Linked DNA regions of Mus musculus: all the other regions are linked to region 5. Evidence: chromatin contacts called from public promoter capture Hi-C data. All regions are on one chromosome and are shown on one strand. Each heading gives the region's core, a stretch centred on a gene start, on an enhancer-like site or on the middle of the called end of the contact. The rest is flanking DNA. Distances are from core to core; before and after follow the strand shown.

The links. Promoter capture Hi-C pulls out the DNA fragments that hold promoters and counts their contacts.
Region 1: a contact with region 5 is called in a promoter capture Hi-C map of pre-B cells, with 12 times the contacts expected there. The contact joins the promoter of Cul5 here to the promoter of Ppp2r1b in region 5. A contact is called at or near these places in 2 of 39 promoter capture datasets (liver and pre-B cells), 1 of 115 datasets of contacts at active chromatin or transcription factors (astrocytes) and 1 of 9 other capture datasets (adipose tissue).
Region 2: a contact with region 5 is called in a promoter capture Hi-C map of pre-B cells, with 11 times the contacts expected there. The contact joins the promoter of Npat here to the promoter of Ppp2r1b in region 5. A contact is called at or near these places in 3 of 39 promoter capture datasets (liver and pre-B cells), 1 of 484 Hi-C or Micro-C datasets (pre-B cells) and 2 of 115 datasets of contacts at active chromatin or transcription factors (astrocytes and embryonic stem cells).
Region 3: a promoter capture Hi-C map of liver shows a contact between it and region 5, with 8 times the contacts expected there. The contact joins the promoter of Acat1 here to the promoter of Ppp2r1b in region 5. A contact is called at or near these places in 2 of 39 promoter capture datasets (liver and pre-B cells).
Region 4: a contact with region 5 is called in a promoter capture Hi-C map of liver, with 6 times the contacts expected there. The contact joins the promoter of 4930550C14Rik here to the promoter of Ppp2r1b in region 5. A contact is called at or near these places in 3 of 39 promoter capture datasets (hippocampal neurons, liver and pre-B cells) and 1 of 115 datasets of contacts at active chromatin or transcription factors (astrocytes).

The regions. Positions count from the first base shown.
Region 1 is chr9:53,666,200-53,668,899 of GRCm38.p6, forward strand. Cul5 (cullin 5) reads right to left here and starts at 1,308. Exons shown (of 19, transcript NM_027807.4): 1 at 839-1,308. The coding sequence starts at 862. It overlaps Gm16124 (predicted gene 16124), which reads left to right and starts at 894. Exons shown (of 2, transcript NR_166653.1): 1 at 894-1,156.
Region 2 is chr9:53,535,712-53,538,411 of GRCm38.p6, forward strand. It overlaps Npat (nuclear protein in the AT region), which reads left to right and starts at 1,336. Exons shown (of 18, transcript NM_001081152.1): 1 at 1,336-1,477. The coding sequence starts at 1,441. Atm (ataxia telangiectasia mutated) reads right to left here and starts at 960. Exons shown (of 63, transcript NM_007499.3): 1 at 852-960.
Region 3 is chr9:53,609,099-53,611,798 of GRCm38.p6, forward strand. It overlaps Acat1 (acetyl-Coenzyme A acetyltransferase 1), which reads right to left and starts at 1,252. Exons shown (of 12, transcript NM_144784.3): 1 at 1,115-1,252. The coding sequence starts at 1,177.
Region 4 is chr9:53,404,010-53,406,709 of GRCm38.p6, forward strand. 4930550C14Rik (RIKEN cDNA 4930550C14 gene) reads left to right here and starts at 1,277. Exons shown (of 9, transcript NM_001376944.1): 1 at 1,277-1,603.
Region 5 is chr9:50,855,664-50,858,363 of GRCm38.p6, forward strand. Ppp2r1b (protein phosphatase 2, regulatory subunit A, beta) reads left to right here and starts at 1,261. Exons shown (of 15, transcript NM_028614.3): 1 at 1,261-1,435; 2 at 2,173-2,263. The coding sequence starts at 1,322.

The DNA of each region.
Region 1 (2,700 bases), core at 58-2,557, 2.8 Mb after region 5:
ACTAGTCCCATATTTCAGTTAGTAAGTTCAGGTCAGAATTCTTACTAAAAAACACAAACTCGCCTCAATTGTCTTCCTCAATCCTCATTTTTTTAGAGATGATTCTACATAACCTGCTCGCCCTGGGACTCTCCTGGCATTTACAACTTTTCAATGCTTTCTTTAAATGAAAACTTTTCTACACCCTAAAAGGATGGACAGCAGCACTTGATCGGGTGCCATCGATGTCCTATAAGGGAGGTCAGGATTGGGAGACAGTTCCTCAAGGGACAGAGAAAAGGTGGAAATAGACGGCCAGGCGTGAGAGAACTGGTGGGAAGGTGTGACATTCAGAGAAGGGAGGAAAGAGGTGAAGTGGCAGGCAGGCACTGCTGTCTAACTCACAGTTCCTGCAGAGTGCGAACAGAAATTAAGGAATGGGGTTGGGGGAGCATGGGGGGACCAGCCATTGAAACCTGCTAGGCAGCATTTTGCTGGGATTTTTTTCCCCTATTATGTCTTTGACACTCCATTCAGAAGGGACGGGCCCCAAGAGTCACAATGATGGGTTGGTGCGGCCCAGCGACACTGCTCTCGCTCCCAGCCGGGGTTGGTCCCTTGAAAGCATCGCTGCGAGTCGGTGAGCCGGCGGGAGGAACCCACCAGGTCCTCTGGACCCCCGAGGCCAGGGCCCGGCGTCGGGGTGCTCGGGCAACAGCCACCCCGGCTCATTCCGGTGGACAACCCCGAACCGCTCTCCTCATACACATCTTGCCGCTCCCACGGAGCCCGGTCCTTCCCCGGGAGCCGAGCGCATCGATGGCCGGGCAAAAGCCCGGCTGCAGCCGGGGGGACTTACCTTTAACAGATTAGACGTCGCCATGTTCTCAACTTGGACTCTCGCGAGACGGGGCGAGACTTGGCGGCGCTCGGGGCCAGGCCTCCTCGAGAGGCCGGGGTTCCCAGCAGGACCCCGCAGGCCGCGGCGGGGGATGCGGGGGACGCCGGAGCGGCGTGCCGTCAGCGCCGAGCTCGTCCCGGGCAGCCGTGCTTCCTCGGGCTTTCCAGCTACATGGTCACCCCGGCCTGCCCACGCGAGAGAGCGCATGCAAACGCTTGAGGAGACGCGAGCGGCGAATGGTGGGAAGGGACCGGGAGCCGACCAGACCGGGAAGAGGTAGTAGCCACTTCCTCGGGCCTCCCCAGCTCGCCTTCGCTTCTGCCGCTGGGCTTGCACCCGCTTGGGCCGCCGGCAACGACTTTATCTCGGCTTAGGGCCCGCACCTCAGGGTCCGTGGCGGCGTCACGTGACGCGGCGGGCGGGGGCGTGCTCGGGAGCAACCCAGGCGACAGCAAGCCACTGGGTCCCGAGGCCCGCGCGGAGGGTGCGAGCGCGCCCTCTGCTGGCTGGAGCCGGCGCAGCCCTCACGCGCTCGCCCCAGATCGGAATGGCTATTCAGAGCTCAGGATTAGATTAGCCTGGAAGGCTTCTTACTGCTGTCCTCAGGAAATGCTGACTGAGAGAAGGCGCCCAGTCAATTAATAAATGATGCACAAACGTACTGTTATTCCTATAAACAAAAAAAAAAACCCTGCTTGTTCAAGAAGTGATTGTTAATCTTGGGTTCCTTAAGACATATCCTAGAGCACCCTATAGTATTTTCTCCAAATTGCATCGCTTCTGATCACGAATCTCTGATCAAGGGAAGAGAATGTAATTTATACAGGGATCTCTCAGGTTAGCTGTTATTTAATGCATTATGCAAGTTCCTAATACTACCCTTTGGGGGTTTTAGTTGCTTGGTTGGTTGGTTGGATTGGTTTTTGACAGTTTCTCTATGTAGCCCTGGCTGTACTGAAACGCCATCTGTAGACCAGGCTGGTCTTGAACTCGGAGAGTGGAGGTAGGTGCCTCTGCCTCCCAAGTGTTGGGATTAAAGGTGTGGGAAACCACCACCTGGTATCAAATTTGTTTCTTTGAAACTCATCTCTCACTGTCCAACAATTTTAGTCTCAGTACTCAAAGCAGAGGCAAGAGGATCTCCGTAAGATTGGGGACAGCCTGGTCTACAGAGCAAGTTTCAGAACAGCTAGGTCAAAAAACCCAAGAAAACAAAAGTTTCTCAAACGTTGCTAGTGCATTCTTTATATTAATATAACCTGGGGTGCTACTTAGAAAAGCAGACTTTCAGGCTCCACTCTGAAGGATTTTATTTCATATATTATGCCTGAAAACTCCTTTTGCCCCAAGCATTCCAGGTAGCTATGTTTAAAGAAGACTTTCTATGTATTCTTGGATGGCCAGGAATTCTGTATGTAGACCAAGTTGACCTAGAACTCTAGAGTTCTGCCTGCCTCTGCCTCCAGAGTGACTGGTGGGATTATAGGTATACGCCTCCCTCGGAAAAGGCCAAGAGTTCTTTATATCTGCTTCGTGCTGGGTGTGGTGGAGCATGCCTTTAATCCTAGCACACTCTTAAGTTCCAGGCCAATTAGAGCTATAAAGTGAGACCCCTATCTAAACAATATAGCACTTAAAGTGAGTTAAGATTTGCTACTTTAGGACTGAAGAGATAGCTCAGTGGTTAAGAGCACTGACTGCTCTTCCATAGGTCCTCAGTTCAATTCCCAGCAACCACATGGTGGCTCACAACCATCTGTAATGGGATCCAATGCCCTCTTCTGGTGTGTCTGAAGACGGCTACAGCGTACCCATATGCA
Region 2 (2,700 bases), core at 86-2,585, 2.7 Mb after region 5:
TTCTCTCTCTCTCTCTCTCTCTCTCACACACACACACACACACAGCAAATATTCAGTATAACTGTCATCCTGTTACTGTCTTCTCTTACGATCGCTTTATAAATCTATTTGATGACTGTTTTTTTCCTCCTCTTCTTGCTCTCATCCCTTCCTCTGGCTTCAATACACTGGAAACTTGCAAAATCTGTATCACTCAATAACAAGAGCTCGTTACACTTTGTGCCTTTCCATGCACTTCCTTCTGTCTGAAAGCTTCGCTACCATCTTGCAGAAGAATTTACACCCGGCAAGATCTAGCAGCAAAGTCGATTCTTTCAGGCTCAGTTTCCACAGAACCAGTCCTTCCTCGGCTAACACAGTTTTTCCTATCACATTGTCGCTTTGAAAAAGTAGCTGTCTACTTATCTGTGCCAGGTGGCGGGGGTGGGACCGGGGAAGGAGCGCAGGTTAAACATTTTCAAAGGCTCAGAGTGGCTGCCACTTACCTACTACAGACAACACAGGCAATACAACTGACAATGAGAATACGAGACTGTGATTTCCAAGGGCCAGTGCTCTTAACTACGAACATGTGCAAACCTGTAGCTTAAATATAAATAAACGCTCTGAGACTAAAGTATGAGATTTAAAAAATCTAGATCGACCAGAACCCTTAAGATGACAGATAGGAAAGAGGGACGTGCAGAAGGGAAGATTTAGGCTCACTCCATCTAGGGTCTGCAGAAAGAGGGAGAAGATGACGGCCGTTCTGCAGAGAAGGGGTAAGAGCCATTCGGAAGCTGAGGAAAGATGGGCTCAGAAGAGAATTTTCCCCTCACAGAAGTCCCCGAGCGTTCGTCCCTCGCTCCTACCGCTGCATTCTGCCTGCCAATGCAAACCCAGGTCGCTTCGCCTTTTCCCGCGTGCACGGATCTAGCAGCTGGTTCTGTACGCACGCCTTCCCGCTTCCGGCTCTATAAAGCAGCAAGTTGGTAAGGCACGGGTGCCCCAAAGGAAGAAGTCGGCATGCGCCGCCGCACGACTGCGCTTGCGCGTAGGCATCACGCGCTCTCCAACTCAAAACACTCGCTCCCCTCAAAACAGTCTCCCGGCCTGAGGAAACGCGCCTGCGCAGTGCGCACCAATGGCGATTGCCCTCGCTCCCGCAACTCCGCCCAGGGGCCGACGCTCCCACAGCCGGCCACCAGGTCCTCTCTGGCCACAACCCTCCGCAGACGGAAATGACGACGGTTCCGAGGAGAACGGAGGCGGGTTTCATTTCGGCGCCTTTCTGTCTCCCGCGGAAGCGATTGGTTAGTGTGGCACGAAAGAGGCGGGACAAATTGCCGCGGGTTCAGCACCTCCAGTGGAACCGGGAGATGCGGCGGCGCCGGGGCTGTCGCCGTGTTTGCTTTGAGTTGAGTCTCGTCCCTTCAGGCCGCTCCCTGTGCAGCTCGGATCATGCTGTTACCCTCGGATGTAGCCAGGCTGGTATTGGGTAAGCGGCGGCCTGGGAGGGCGGGTGATCGGACCCGGGCTGAGGGGACGGAAAGACCAGGGGCTGAGGGGGAGGGCTGCTCGGGGTGGGGAAGCTCTGAGGAGTGGTCTGCTCCCGTCCAAGTTCAGACTAGCGGAGAGGCTCGGTCCCTCGGCGCCTTGGGACAGTCGAAGCTCCTCGGTGTAGGGATGTCCCTTCTCCTCCTGCTGCGCGATGGGGGCAGCCGAAGGGAGAAAGAAGCTCGGCGGGGAACACCTGGGGCCTGGATTCCGAGGCACAGCCAGGCCCGCTGGGACACCTGAAGGAGTGTCGCCTGCGTGATGGACGAGGCTGCGTGTCCCCTACCCTTTCCCTTGTCAAGAGCCGGGACTGATAAAGGAAAAGGCGGGGGGACCCCCGCTTCCCCGGCCGCCCAGCCTTGTGGAAAGACTTTCCGACGCCCTTACCCATAACCCGACCTTAGCACTGGGAATTTGGGACACAGGGAGGGCCCCACACCCCTGGCCCACCATAGTGGCTTGAAACGCCAATTGCATATTTCAGAACGGCAGCGTGTCGTGTTCTTGAGCAAATATTTAGGAGGTACGACGACTGACTTCTGGTTGCACACGTTCTAGCCCTCGTTTTCCTCCATTTTCGAAAAGGGTTTGTTCATAGACCACTGGTTGGTCGGGAGATACTGTCTCTGGAAAAGACTGTTTTCGTTGTTTGTCCTGTGAAAGAATAAAAGGGATTGTTCTGTAGGGAACAAGAGCCTCTTAGGCTCAAAACTGGACAGTGACTTTGAAACGTTATTTGGGACATCTCTAAAAGAAAGTGGTCGAAGTATGAGGACTCATTCCATAGTTTCCACAGCCGTTACGAACATTTGCTTTGTGCCCAGCCCTGTCCAAAAAATAAAAATTGCACATTAGGCAGGACTTATTTAAGAGGCTCTGTACGATTCTACTGTCCATTTTTTGAGAAACTTAAATACAAAAACTAGTGTTTTGAATGTTTTCATCTTCATCAGACTTGGATAGTTAAATTTATACCTGTGATTTTTAAACTTAGCTTTCTTGTAATTTTAAAATTAGGCTCATACAAAATTGGTTAAAAGTAGACTCACATGATTTTTTTTCTCCCCACCTATACGTATTGTTTAGGTAAGAACTGCGACTTTTAGCAGTCTTGTGATCCATATAAAATTCCATGATCATAGCCTCAAAAGTGGCTTTTGGAGT
Region 3 (2,700 bases), core at 2-2,501, 2.8 Mb after region 5:
TTAACCACAGAGCCATCTCTCCAGCCCCGGGAACACTTATTTTACGAGTGAGGTTCTGCCCATCTCCAGATGAGAAAATAGACTATCCCTCTGGCTTTCCTATTACTGCAGTCACCCAGTACTTATTGTTTTTTTATCTTTCGGAGACTGGGTATCTCCAAATTGCCCACGTGGGTTGAAATCCTTGATCTCAAGCTCCTCTTGCCCGAGCAGCAACTCAAGTAAGATTCATTTTATAGTTTGTTTGCCCTCAGCTTCCAGCTCCAAGCCTCGGGCCCTCAATTATTCTTTCACAATCTCTTGCAGAGCAATGCTCTCTTTCAGCTCCTATTGCCAGAACTACCCGTTTCGGCGAACCCTGATTTTCTCAGAAACAAAACCACGCAAACCTAACTCCAGACTCTTAAAGACTGACCGACAAAGTCTAGAATGTCACCTTTGGAAAGTACAAAGTGTTCGCCGAACACAACCATCAGAAGCGAGGCACTCACTTCAAATAAAAATTATTTCTTGTACTGTCTCAGTAGCCATCTTGTTAGTTTTAAGACAATCTTCTGATTGCCATATAGTGCCTGAGCTCTGATTAAGACAATTAATTAAACCAATGATTAGCCAGGTGGTGGTTCATGCCTTTAATCCCAGCACTCTGCAGGTGGAGGAAGACCAATGAGCTCGAAGCCAGCCTGATCTTGAGAGAGAGAGAGAGAGAGAGAGAGAGAGAGAGAGAGAGAGAGAGCGTTCCAGGGCAGCAAGGGTTCCACAGAAAAACCAGTGGAACAAAATACAAACCAAACCCCAAAACTCAAACCAATCAAACAAAAAAACAAGGAAAAGGAAATCACAAGGTCACAAAAACGTCTTAGAAACTCCTGGGCCTACAGAGAGACTCAGCTCTCTGCAGTCTGGGATCGCGCCTGGTCAGGCCCAAGCTTTGCTGCACAGCTGATGCGGAGCGTGACAGTAGCACAGACTGACAGGTGGACTGACACACGACGGCGCAGGCACTCGATCCCCAAGGCGCTGGTGCTGAGCGCTGTGGCCCACGAGGACGGACCTCGCGGGCGGCTGGTGGGCTCCCCGATCCCGGCCCACCCCCGGAATCGACCCTGCTCACCTGCAGCAGCCCGCGAAGCAGAGGCCTGCGGACGACGCCGTGCAGAGCCACCAGGGCAGCCATGGAGACGCGAAAGGCTGTCAAGGGCAGAGAGACGCGCCGCGGCCTCCACTTCCCCACCGCAGAGCTTGCGACGTCGTGGCGGGCACCGCCCCGACCCTCTCCTCCAATAGCAGTCCAAGATCGCTGCGCTTGGCGGCGATTGGCCCGTAGCCAGAGGGCGGGGCCTGGCGCTTGGCCCGAGGACTGAGCTGAGGCTCTCCTGGACCAAAAAAAAAAAAAAAAAAAAAAAAAAAAAAGGACTAATGACCACGTGGCTTGACACCTAGGTGGTGCACGCTAAACTGTTGATTGTTGATGCCAGTTGTTTCTGCCTCCAGATGCCTGTAGTTTTCGTGCAGTCCGAGACTTTCCATTCACTTTGCCGTGCCTGATCAGGTGACTGTATTACCCAGACAAAGGATGTTGGTAAATGTTTCCAGCAATTCCCATTATATTCATTTATAATACAAATAAACCAATTTCTTACGTTAAAAGAATGTTGAAGTTGTTTTTCTGTAGGATGCTAAGTAAAATACATATTACTATCTAAACTTCACTGAGTAATAATAAGATTACATCAACTTTCAAAGAAACTCCCCGCAGGCTGGGTGTGATGGGACACACTCAGGAAAGAGGCAGGTGGATCTCTATGAGTTCGACGCCAGCCTGGTCCACATAGCGAGTCCCTGAACAACTAAAACTACAGACGGAGACCCTGTCTCCAAATAATTAAAACAAAACAGAAACAGTGCATTAACTGATATTACATGATAATTCTCACATTTGTGTAACCCATTGCTAAGGCTAGTTGGAGGATTGTTTTGCTTAGGTTTTGTTTGGTTAGTTTTTAGATAGGGTCCCACGGTGTAGCTCTGGCTATCCTGGAATTCACTATGTAGACCAGGATGGTCTTGAGCTCACAGAGATCTTTCTGTCTTTGCCTCCCTAGTGCTGGTATTAAAAGCACTATGCCAGGCCATTTGCTGACTTTGAATCTTCAGTTGGGGATAGCAGATCTTTCTGCTTGTGACATTAATTTTCCTTGATGTAAAACAAAAGGCACAACATACAAATTGAACAATTTACTTCAAGTCGACTTGTTTCATGTAATTGTGTGCACTCCTGTGTAGGCCAAGGGTAAACCTCAGATAACTCCCTCTGAGACTCTCTGCTGCTTTTTGTTTGGTGTTTTTTGTTTTGTTTTGTTTTTGTTTGTTTTGTGAGACAGGGTCTATCTCTCCTTGCACTAGAATGGCTGGCTAATAAGCCACCATCTCTACTCCTTCAACCCTATCCACCCATCCATGGAACTGGGGCTACAATCAAGGGCCACCACGCCTAGCTCTTTACATGGATGATGCTCTAAACGCTTTCTTGTGATGCAAACACTTTGCACACTGAATCATCTTCCCAGACCCTTTTGGGGTAAAGTGTGTGTATGTGTATATGCACCTTTGTGTATCTGCACCAAGTGCATACAGGCGCCTGAAGAGGACAGTAGAGGGCGTCAAAACTCCTAAAACTGAAGTTGTAGGTAGTTGGGA
Region 4 (2,700 bases), core at 27-2,526, 2.5 Mb after region 5:
GCCCACAATCCCTTGCCTAAAACACCCAGTCTGCAACGCTGGAGAGGGTCTGTGCCCTGCCCCCAATTCCCCTTGCAGTTCCAAGACAGCCAGGACTACATGGAGAAACCCTGCCTTGGAAAAAAAAAAAAAAAACCCTTATGGAAAAAAAATTTAAACAAAAACAAGAAAATTAATCCTTTTTTTTTTTTTTTTTTTTTTTTTTTTTTTTTTTTACAAAGTGAGTTCCAGGGCAGCCAAAACTACACAGAGAAACCCTGTCTCGAAAAAAAAAAAATTTACTCCTATCTGTGTGCTAACACGTGGCTGGTTCTGACTCCCAGCTTCATGCTCCCAGGAATAAGACTTAGACTCAAAATATATTTACAAATACCTTGGCCATAAAGCCAGGGTTTTCTCTGACTAGATCATAACTTACATAATCGACATAAACCCATTATTTTAACCTACATTTTGCCACATGGCTGGCTATCAATGCTCAGGCACCATGAGTCGGTCTCCTCACATCTTCCCGGGCTATTCTCCCTTGGGACTCTATCCCAGAATCCTTTCTGCCTCCTGGATGTTCCACCTCCCATTTCCTGCCTAAGCCATAGGCCACAGACTTTTTAATTGACAGGTGATGCATCCATACAACACACAAGTATTCTCTCTACGCATGGCCACAGTGTCTTGAAGGAGAACCAAAGCCCAAGGCCCTGTTTATGGAAACTGTGATAATTTTGAAGGTCTTGACATTCACTTTGTCACCGAATTTCCTACAGAGATTCCGCCCCCACCCCCCGTAAAAATGCATTTAGTATGTAAGGAAAATATTTTCCTAGAAGTTCATCTTCCTCACAAATTATGTTCCATGCAAGAACATAGAACTGGGCAGGTCTGAATACTCTTCATTTTACATTGTTACACTCTGACATTGAGGTAATGTCGGCGTGCAGGATATTCAACATTCAAGTCAATAAAGCATGCATTAAATATGCAGTGTGCTTTCGGGTTCTGTGAAGTCCTCTATTTAAAACCCGTGTCAGGCTAAGGAGCTTAAATTTAGAAATAGCGTTAGTCTGAGACCTCATGTTACTTAGGCCTTCAGCAAGGCCCGTCACATGCCCGAGATCTCTCTGAGTTCCTTTCTCAAGTCCTCTGCCTCTATGGCACTGAGACTGGAAGAGAGCGAGATTTCTACCAGAACAAACATCAAAGTGAGAATGGTCAGGGTTGGGGGCGGGGCCTAAGAAGGTTGCTAGGGAAGGAGCTATTAAGTCATTTCCGACTGACTAAGTCGTTACCAAGGAAACAGCGGAGAGCGACAGAGATTGGCAAGTCAAGGGACATGTTCCCTCCCCAGCTCCTTTCTGCTCTGGTGTCTGGTTTGATCTTGGCCTGCTGAAAGACGCTAAATACTCACGATCTTAGTATGCTACCATCCTTCTCCATGCTCTGTTCCCCAAACCCCTCTCCTGGCACAGTTGCTCTGCTGTGATGGAAAAGCTTTCCTCTACCTCACCAACCCCCACTCCAGCCTCGCCCTAACTCAGGAGCTGCAGCTTCGGGGATATTGCTAACCCACCTCTCGCATTGGGTTTCCTCCACCCTGTTAAATGCAGTATGTGGTTTTAGATTTTTCTCCCTAAAATATTTAGAGATGGAGGGAGCATTCTAAAGGGTACATGCTTAGGATTTCTGTCTTGTCCCTCAGTATCAAGATGTATAGGTAAAGAGGAATAGCAAAATCGTGAAGACACATTTGCTGAAAAAAATAAAATTTAGTAAAGAGAACGGGAATACGGGTTTGGAGTTGGAGGAAACCACAGGACAAGGGTGTCCACTTGCAGGGCTCCCTCTGAATCCCAGCACAGGGCTATTGGTTTGAGACTGGCTGGTAGTCCTCTCCTAATTGGCAGTTCGCACCTGGGTGTAGTAAAGTCCTGACTTAAGCAATGGTTTCCTTGTGCTCCTTGGGTCTTAGAATTGAAGTATTTCCCACGTGGTTTGAAGCCTCATAGCAAACGGTTCTGCTCTGAATCATAAGTTTCCTTTACCCTCTCCTGCGCCTTTCATCTCTCCTTCTCTAACAATATTTTCACGTTTTAGTGCCTCATATTTAAAAAAGACAAGCCCTCTTGAGTCCAGCCTCATCTTCTGGCTACTGTGTCCCTGCTTCCACATAACAGCCCAGAGCCTACTTTGTCAATTCCTCAACAACCTCGGTCTTTTGCTCTGCGGCTCCACTGCTGGTAATCAGCAGTTAGGTCTCTCTCTCTCATTTTTGACTGTACTCATGCACATTTACCTGACCTGCCATTTAGTACACTAGCAACATTTAGTATAGTTGAACGTGCCAAGGCTTTTTGGTCTTCTTTCTCCTTTCACGAAGTGCCTTTGTTCCTCGGGATCGTTTCTGCGTTGCTGTGCTAGTCACGACAGAATGGCAATGCACACGCTACACCTTTAATTTGCATCATTAACACATCGCCATAGATCCTTAAATCTTAAGTCAACTAGAAAAAGTCATAAATACCGATTTAAAACATTTGATAGTTTTCACAATGCAAATACTCTTAGGGCCAGTCTTATAGCCTCAGAACTTGAGAGAAGCTGGGCAAGGTTAACCCCTAGTCTCTTCCTTATCGTTATTGTTATTGCTGTTGTTTTGCGATTCTTCTGGAAGTGTCAGGCAAACACTCTTTCCCTGAGCTACAG
Region 5 (2,700 bases), core at 11-2,510:
CACATATACACAGTTTTTGTAATTAAAAAAGATAGCCACCCCAGCAGTCCAGACCATGCCTTAAGTAAGTGAATCTAAAAATTATCAAAATAAAACGAGAGTCTTCAAGCATTCATTCGTGGACAGAAGTTGAAAAAACAAAAACCGCAAACTGAAGTCTGTTGGTTCTCAAGCTTTGACTATGAAAGGCTATCTCCTAGTAGGCATCCCATGCTTTAAAAAGAAAAAAAAAAAAACTTACCTCCTAAGTTGCATTTATTAATGACAATTTCCTTAAGGCACAAAATAGTGTCATCTGAGAACTTGTGACAGAGCTACCAATCTAAGTTGCTTATATCTAAGTCGAAAGGAGAGATAGTTACTTTGTGCCATTCCATAGGGCAAGTGGAACATTTTCCATTAAGTTCTGTGTAAAAAGGCCCAGGCCCACCTCCTCCTGGAGTCCTTTAGGGGGACTCCTGGAGGTCTAGGGAGGCCAGTTTACACCCGCACCGAACTGGGGTGAGTAAAACTGGGCCCAGTTATGTTAGGTTGTTGTGCTTCTTGGTAAAGAAGGAAAAAAAAAGAGAAGACAATACAACAGAAGGCGCCATTCCAGTACCACACTGAAAAGAAACACAAAAACAAGAGAGCAGCATGTTTTGAACAGCTTGCGTGGAAAAAATATTGACTGGGGAGTTTGGACAGCACTGTTCATTTTCTCTCACCGCCCTCATTATTTGTCTTAAGGAGCAGGAGCCAGCCACGATTTTGGCAAACAGGCCAGAGGAAGGTGTGTGTGTGTGTGTGTGTGTGTGTGTGTGTGTGTGTGTGCGCGCGCGCGCGCGTGTAGAGGCTTGTCGCCCAAGGGGAAATTAAGACCAAGACCCAGTGGCTCAGGGCCAGCATGAAGCCTGGGGGTGGGGGTGGAGGTTGGGGTGGAGGGGGAGGTGTTAAAGCTTCTTCCTCCTGGCCTGTCTCTGAGTTCTACTTGAGGCTCGGCATCCATCATTAAGGCCCGTCTCCTTCAGAGCACAGCAAGGAGACGATGAATCCCTGCCCTTGTTTCTTTCGGCTGGGGAAAGGATGCAGGGGTTCCATTGGTTTTTTCGGCCCGCCCTTCTTCTGGAGTTCAGACCTCCAGTTCCAGCAATGGGGGTCAGGCCGGAGCCTCCACGCGCAGGGAAAAAACTTGATTCCATCAGTTCCTCGGAGCCGGCTGATTGGATTTAGCCCCGCCTGTTTGTGTGTGGGGCGTGGCCTGAGCGCGGGGCGTGGCCTGAGCGCGGGGCGTGGTCTGGGCACGGGGCCTTCGGCGGCGACCAGCCAGAGGAGGAAGAACATGGCGGGCGCAGCAGGGCCAGGGTCCGGTCCGGGGGCAGCGGGTGGAGATGGAGACGATTCGCTCTACCCGATCGCGGTTTTAATCGACGAGCTCCGCAATGAGGACGTGCAGGTACTAGGCTGGGCTGGGGAGCCGAGGCGAGGGCGGAAGCGCACATGGTAGGGAAGCGGAAAGGCCGGCTCAGCCCTGGGGGCGACCCCCGGGGTGGCAGAGTCGTATTCAGCCCCGGGACGGAGGCGTGGGGCGGCGGGTGCGCGGTGGTCCGTCTCAGCTCCGCTGCCCTCCTCCGACCCTCTGGGGTGGTGGCGTCCATCTGCTCCCGGCAGTGGGCGGGGAACCGGTTCGCACCTCGGGTGGACCAGCGCAGGCGGGCTGCGGGGCCGCCGGGAGCGGAGGAGCGGCCCCCGGCCCCCGTTCCCTTTGAAGTGATGCGGAGTGTCCGTCCCCGGGCAAACTAGCTGGGCTGGTTGGGTGGAAAGAGCGCGGCGGCTGATTAACCCAGATGAGTGGTGCATCAGTTGTGATAGAACTTTTCCCTGAAAAGGGAGGAGTTGTGCTTAACCGTTTCTTTCACCCACTTCTCTCCATCCAGAGTTCTCTCTTTTCAGACCCTCTCATTGTCCGCGTGTTTTCATTCATTCGTTTCTTCCCCGGCCCTTCAGTGTTCTCCCTAAGATAGCTTCTGGCTAATGACGTGTTAAACGGTCCTTGAGTTTTCCTAGGATTAAGATCTAAGTGAAAGGCTCATTCATCATTATACTGTGTCCCAGTATCTCACCTATTTGCTTCTTTGACCAGAATTGCAATCATCTCTTTGCTTTGTTCTCCCTCCCACTTTGTTTTTAAAGCTCCGTCTCAACAGTATTAAGAAGTTATCAACTATAGCTCTAGCACTCGGGGTAGAAAGGACTCGAACGGAACTGCTGCCTTTCCTTACAGGTTTGTGTCCCTTGAAAGATACACGCTCCATTTCTATTGGCTTTTAAACTATTTTTATTTAATTTTCTTAGTTTGTTACCTAGAGTAGCGATAAGTACTAGACTGAGCCTTGCCTTCTGCAAGGTGTATAGAAATGCTACATATAGTCAGACATACTCAAACATAAACCGTGTAGCTAGTGGGAAGGTGATTGATGTGAAATATGGATTTCTTTGTAAATGATTTATTTTATATGCATTGGTGTTTTGCCTGCATGTGAAAGTGACAGATCCCCTGGAACTGGAGTTATAGGCAGTTGTTAAGTTGCCATGTGGGTGCTGGGCATTGAACGCTGCTTCTCTGGAAGAGCAGCCAGTGCCCTTAACCACTGAGCCATCTCTCCAGCTCCAGGATGTGAGTTTCTTAATAATTGTGTGAAACATTCAGGAAGACTTGTG